Linked DNA regions of Sus scrofa: region 1 is linked to region 2. A link is a contact called in public Hi-C data. All regions are on one chromosome and are shown on one strand. The core of a region is the stretch at or near the end of the contact, and the rest is flanking DNA. Distances in the headings are between cores, read along the strand shown. Region 1 holds the start of PDGFA (platelet-derived growth factor subunit A). Region 2 overlaps LOC110259826 (a long non-coding RNA gene).

The links. A called contact is a pair of places that touch in the nucleus more often than the background predicts.
Region 1: a Hi-C map of skeletal muscle shows a contact between it and region 2, with 2.0 times the contacts expected there. The contact joins the promoter of PDGFA here to the enhancer-like site in region 2. A contact is called at or near these places in 5 of 47 Hi-C or Micro-C datasets (embryonic fibroblasts, epiblast stem cells, retroperitoneal adipose tissue and 1 more) and 1 of 2 datasets of contacts at active chromatin or transcription factors (skeletal muscle).

Annotation. Positions count from the first base shown.
Region 1 is chr3:321,556-324,255 of Sscrofa11.1, forward strand. PDGFA (platelet-derived growth factor subunit A) reads right to left here and starts at 1,412. Exons shown (of 6, transcript XM_021085925.1): 1 at 947-1,412; 2 at 1-22. The coding sequence starts at 1,048.
Region 2 is chr3:280,376-283,075 of Sscrofa11.1, forward strand. The region is part of intron 1 of LOC110259826 (a long non-coding RNA gene); the gene reads right to left. Among named protein-coding and RNA genes, the nearest start is that of PDGFA, 41 kb to the right of the region's middle. Within about 2 kb of position 1,301, at least 28 of the 83 cell types and tissues checked have an H3K27ac peak or open chromatin away from gene starts, as enhancers often do. A contact at or near this core is called in retroperitoneal adipose tissue and skeletal muscle, where this site is marked.

The DNA.
Region 1 (2,700 bases), core at 162-2,661, 41 kb after region 2:
GGCGGGCGCTCCAGCCGGGCTCCTGTGGCGGCGAAATTCAGTACCATCCCTCAGGGAGCGCGGCCCGGAGGAGGGTGGCGCGGAGAGCAGGGAGCCAACGAGCGCGCCCGGCGCGAGCAGCGAGTGCGGAGAGGCAGGCAGCGCCAGCGAGGAGGAGGAGGAGGAGGAGCAGGGAGTGCGCGCTTGCCGCGCCCGCCGCGCCGGGAGCCTCCTGGGCTGCCGGGTAGGGGGTGGGGACGGAAGGGGCGGAGGGCGGGGGTTGGGCCTCTTCCTTGGTGCGTTCCCGGTGCTGGCCGCCGCCGCGCTCGCTCCCCGGCGCTGGCTCTAGGAGCGACCAGGCCGGTAATTCTGCATATTTGCGGGCATCAGCCCCGAAAGGGACCCCGGAGCCAGGCTGGAGCTGCTGCCGCTGCACCACCCATCACCTGTCTGGACGCCCGGCCAGGCCCGGAGCGGGCTCGCGCTCTCCCTGCGGGCTGCGGGCGGCCCTGCGCGCCCACCGCCGGCCCCGCGCTCGCCTCCGGCCTCCTCCCGCCGCCGCCGCCGCCCGACCGGGCACGGCGCGGCCCAGCACGGCGCGGCCCGGCGGCCTGCGTGCGCCCCTCCGCGGCGCGCCCTCGGCTCCGGCGCCGCGCTCCGCCCTCCGCCGGCCCGAGCCGGGCAGCGCCCGCGGCCGCGCCGCCTGGCAGCCGCCGCCGGCCCGGGGCCTTGCCGCGCGGGCCTGAGGGCGGCCGCAGGGCCGGGCCGGCGCCGCCGCTGCTGGCAGGAGAGGAAGAGGAGGAAGGAGGCGCGGGCAGGCCCGGCTTGCCGGAGTTGTGCGGGCTCCGCAGGGCGCGCGTGTGGAGCCGGCCGGCGGCGGGGAGGGGGTTATAGCGCCGCCGCCGCCGCGCCCCTCCCCCGCCCCCTCCCCCTCGCCTCCCCCGTATTCCGGGCCCCGGACCCGCACCTCGGAAGCGCGCGGGGGCCGCACGGGCCGGGCAGGGCCCGGCCGCCGCCGCCGCCGCCGCAGTGAGCACACACACGCGCTCACGCAGGCAGTAAAATCCATCAAGGCCCCGCGCCCCGCTCCGAGCACAGCCGCGGGGGCTTCGCTTGCCGGCCGGGACTGCCCGCGCGCCCCTCCCTCGAGCTTGCCCACCCTCCAGTGCCAGCTGCAGTCCTGCAGCACCGGACGGGGAGGGGAGGAGGCCGCCGCAGAAGCGCCGCCGTCGCCGGCTCGCCTCTCTCGGGCCCCAGCGGCGGCAGAGGGCAGCGCCCAGAGCTGCTACGCCAAAAAGGGCAAAAGCGAGCCGGCCCCCGCCCCCCGCCCTGGCGCTCCGGCCTCTCTCCACGGTTCGGATCCTGGGCCCCTGCCTCCCCTTCTCCATAAAAGGAGGGGGAGGGAATCTTTGGTGAGAGGTGGGGCGGGTTTAGCCGCGCGTCTGGGGCACTCACCTGGCGGCTGCCACGCGCCCCCGCCCAGAATCCGATGCCTGGGGCATCTGAATGGGGAACCTCCACCCACATTCCGAGATGGGAGCGCGCCCGGGTCGGAGCAGGGGGCTGCAGCGGGCCTCGTCCCCACCCTGGGACCCCAAGTCCCCACTCCCTCGTGCAAGGCCGGGCCGCGGCCTGAGCCGGGAACCCGAGGGGAGGAAGGGAACGAAGAGAAAAGAGCCGCTCGTGAGGAACCCCGGAGTCTGAGCCTCCGCGCCAGGATCCGCTGGGCGCACAGAGCGCCACCTCCGGCCGCGGCGCCGCACAGAGCGCGATGCGGGGGCGCGATGCGCGGGAGGCCGAAGCCTGAACAGGGCTGGACGGCTCCCCCGCCACCATAAGGGCGGTGCGCCGGGCTGTGGATTCCGCCTGTCTAGGCCAGGTGGGATCGCACCCCGGCGGCGGCCTCTCGAGGGGGCGGACGAGCCCCGGTACCAGGGCTAGACGGGTGATGGGCTATGCGATCCCGAAGCTAGAGGGCGAGACCCTTTGGAGGCGAGGAGACTTCCGAATGAGTGGGTGGGCGGCCGAAAAAGAAGTCCCTCCCGCCCTGGCCCTCCACCCCCTGCCCCGATCCTGCGGATTAGGCCCTGCCCGCCGCGGCCGCCCTCCCGCCGAAGGCAGTAAAGACGCAACCCTGCGGGCGGTCTTTCATCCTGGTTTGGCGGGCACCGGCTTTTCAAAGGCTGAGTCCGGTGGGCGCTTGGGGTGGGGGGGGGGCGCTAGCCTGCCCCTAAATACGTGGGGGGAAGGGCGAGCCTTTCCACATGCCTCCACACCTGCAGACCCCCCAAACGCACCTGCCTCCCCACTGTAGCCCCACCTGCGACCCCTCTCTCTCAAACGCGCTCTCGGGGAGGCTGGATCAGGGAGGACCCAGGCACACCTGGGGAACACTTGGAAACGTCTAAAAGCACGTGAGGGACAGTGGTCGTCCATCCAGGTGGACCTTACAGACCCCTGGATGGTTTCTGGAAGGGCACTGCCAGGACTCAGACTGGACCCCCAGCGGAGCCCTCTGTGGCTTAACTCAGAGGCTTGAGCCTCAGATTCCTTTCGGGCAGAGGGGATGCGGGGACATTGCTTTGGGGTTAAAGGACTCGCTTTGACAGCGGGTGTGGGGATGAGGGAGGAAAGGTCACCTTTATTGCAGGGTGGGGGCGGGGCCTTCCCTCCTCTCTGTAGAGGCTCGCTGAGTCCTGGGGGGCTGCCACCCAGAGCAAA
Region 2 (2,700 bases), core at 51-2,550:
AGCGGCCACCCTCGTCCACCCTCGGACAGGGGTCCCGACTTCCCCTCGGCCCCAATTTCTGAGCCCCTGGTGACAGGTCTGGGGTCCCCAGCAGCCCCGAGTGGGGTTCTGAGGCAGGTGGGGGGAGCCTGGCTTCACTGCACCAGCAGACCCCCAGGTCTGCACTAACCCTGGGCCACATGGATGCCCAGTGATGCCCGAGGAGTCCCTGCCCCCGGCAGGTCGAGCTAGGAGCTTCCACACCTTCCTTTCACCCCAAGCCACGGCCGGCTTCTCCCCACAACTCCCAGGCGGGGGGGCCCAGGAGAAGCCGCCACCCTGGGCCTTGCCTCGGAGCTGCGCTGGAGGGGAGCCCGGGGCCTCGAGGCACCCTGCCAGCTGGGGCCGCGGGAGGAGCACATGGACGTCACCCCACCCAGGGCCCCTCACTGGAGGCTGTCAGAGACTTAGCTCTGGGGCCTCAGCACCCCCCCAAAAAGTGCGAATTCAGAGGTGGGGCTCCCCTGGCTGCCGTTAGCCCCGCCTTGAGCCCCTGGACCCGCCCCTGCTGCCCAGAGCCCATTCTGACCCTGGTCCACGCTGCCCGTGATTGAAGGCCTCTGGCTCTGTCTCCACGTGGCTAAAGCAGGAATCCTACCCGTTAACTCGGAGCGATGCTGGGCAAGTTCTCCCAAAAGCACTTTTCACTCCCTGAGCCCTCGGTCGCTTCCCCGCTAGGCTGGGCTGGGCCCTGGGACTCGGGGGGCCCACGTGACATCACTCCTCTCCGATCCTCCATTTCCCCGTCCCTAAGGGGAAGGGCCAAGACTCCTTCTGGCGTTGCTGGCCCGGCCTCTTGCCCCCGGGCCAGCAGGGTGGATGGACAGGTGGACGGACCCGGCTGGCTTCCTGGTGCAGGGGGTGGGTCCCGGGAAGTGGCCTGTTCCCCGGACTTCCCGCCCCCACACCCACAGGGCTGCTGGCGGGACACTCCTGGCCGCCCGCCAGCTCCCCGGCATGCCTGTGGGTGACTCCTGGAGCCCAGCCAGATGCTGTCACACGTCCCAGGGGCCCTCGGCATTCTCCGCCTTTGTTTCCGATGACTGGGGAGCGGGGGGTGGGGTGGAGGGCATGGAACAGCTCAGAATCCTGCAGCAGGATGTCAGGCCCCCGGGGGGGTGGGGGGAGCAGGGGAGGGAGAGCTGAGTGAGGGGGGCCGTGCTGAGGCCCCCCCACTCCCAGGAAGGTGAGGGGGGCTCCCATTGGAGCCGCACAAGGCGGCAGCAGAGGGACGATTTTCAGCAGGTCAGGTTCACGTGGGCAGAGCACAGACTGGGGTCAAGGATAGGGCGAAGGGACAGGCCGGGGCCGCCCATGCGGGCACAAGGGGCGTCCACGGTCCTCCACCTGCAGGAGGGGCCACAGGAGGTTTCCTCCCACGGGGAAATGAGGGCGGGAGAGGGCAGCTGAGGGGCCAGCAGGGCCCGACCCCTGCGGTGGGCCACCCCAACCACAGGCCTGGCCCCATCAGGCTCCCCGCACACGGCCACCGACAGGGCCCCTCTGGATTAAGAGCAGCAGCAACTGTGCCCTATTTATATCATCGGCCCCAATGTCCACAGGCCAAGGCCAGCAGGCCCATGCAGGGCTTCCACCACGATCAACTTACATTTAAAATAAATGTTTCCTTAGCTCTGAATCCGATCTCCGGTGGTGAATTTCGGGAGGCGGTGAGCACAGACCCAAACTGAGGGCAGCCTCTCCTCCCGGCACCACGGGTGGCGGTCTGGCCACAGCCGCCCCCAGACAGTGGCACCCGGGCCATCGAGAGGGGCCACCAGTGCTGCGTGGCTATGCCGATTCCTGTGGGTCTACGAGCCTCGGCTGCCGCACCGCCCCCGCGGCACCTAGAGCCCCTCGCCCTCGTTGGGGGGCCTTGTGGTGCCCTGCCTGCCTTGTGGACAGCTCTGGAGGCCCCTCAAGACAGGCTACCAGAAGGACCCACGTGGACACACAGGGCCTTGTGTTCGGCGGTCAATGGATAAACTAAAGTCGCACATCGCAGCTCTTTCTAAAGACACCGCCCTCCTTGCTCTGCGGCAGGGGCTCCGAATGGAAAGGGAAGGGTTTTCAGGACTTGGGGACACAGGTCAGCCCCCTCGCCCACGGCAGCCGCAACCAGGGCCCTTGTGCCTCTGGGACCCAGGCCTCTCCCTCCAGATGCCACCACGTCCCCTGGAGACGGGGGGAAAGGGGACGGGGGAGGGGCGGGCGGGGCCGCTGAGGGGTGCAGCCCCTGCCAGGGCCGCCTGGGACCTCGCACCTGCCCTTTGAGCAGAGACCTCCAAGCTGCGCCCGGACACCCCAGTCCCCAGCCTGCAATGTCAAAAGCCGTCTAAGAAGACCGCCTCCCCTGGTCAACCCCCCAACTCTGAGTGAGAAATTCTTCTTTGAAGCCACTTGGGAGCTCATGGGCCACCCTGGGAGGTGGGGGTCCTCAGATCCCAGCCGGAGCCGCGCAAAGAGCCTGAGCCGCGCAAAGAGCCTGAGCTCGACAGACGGGGCCCCCAGCGACCAGGAGCCCAAGCTGCCGACCGCAGAGGGGTGAGGCCAGCTCCATCCTGAGGACATCGGGGGATGGGGCTCAGTCAAAGGCGGGGGAGTGGCGGGGGGCACCCGCCTGTCACCCCTGCCTGCCCATATGCCCACTTGACCCAAACC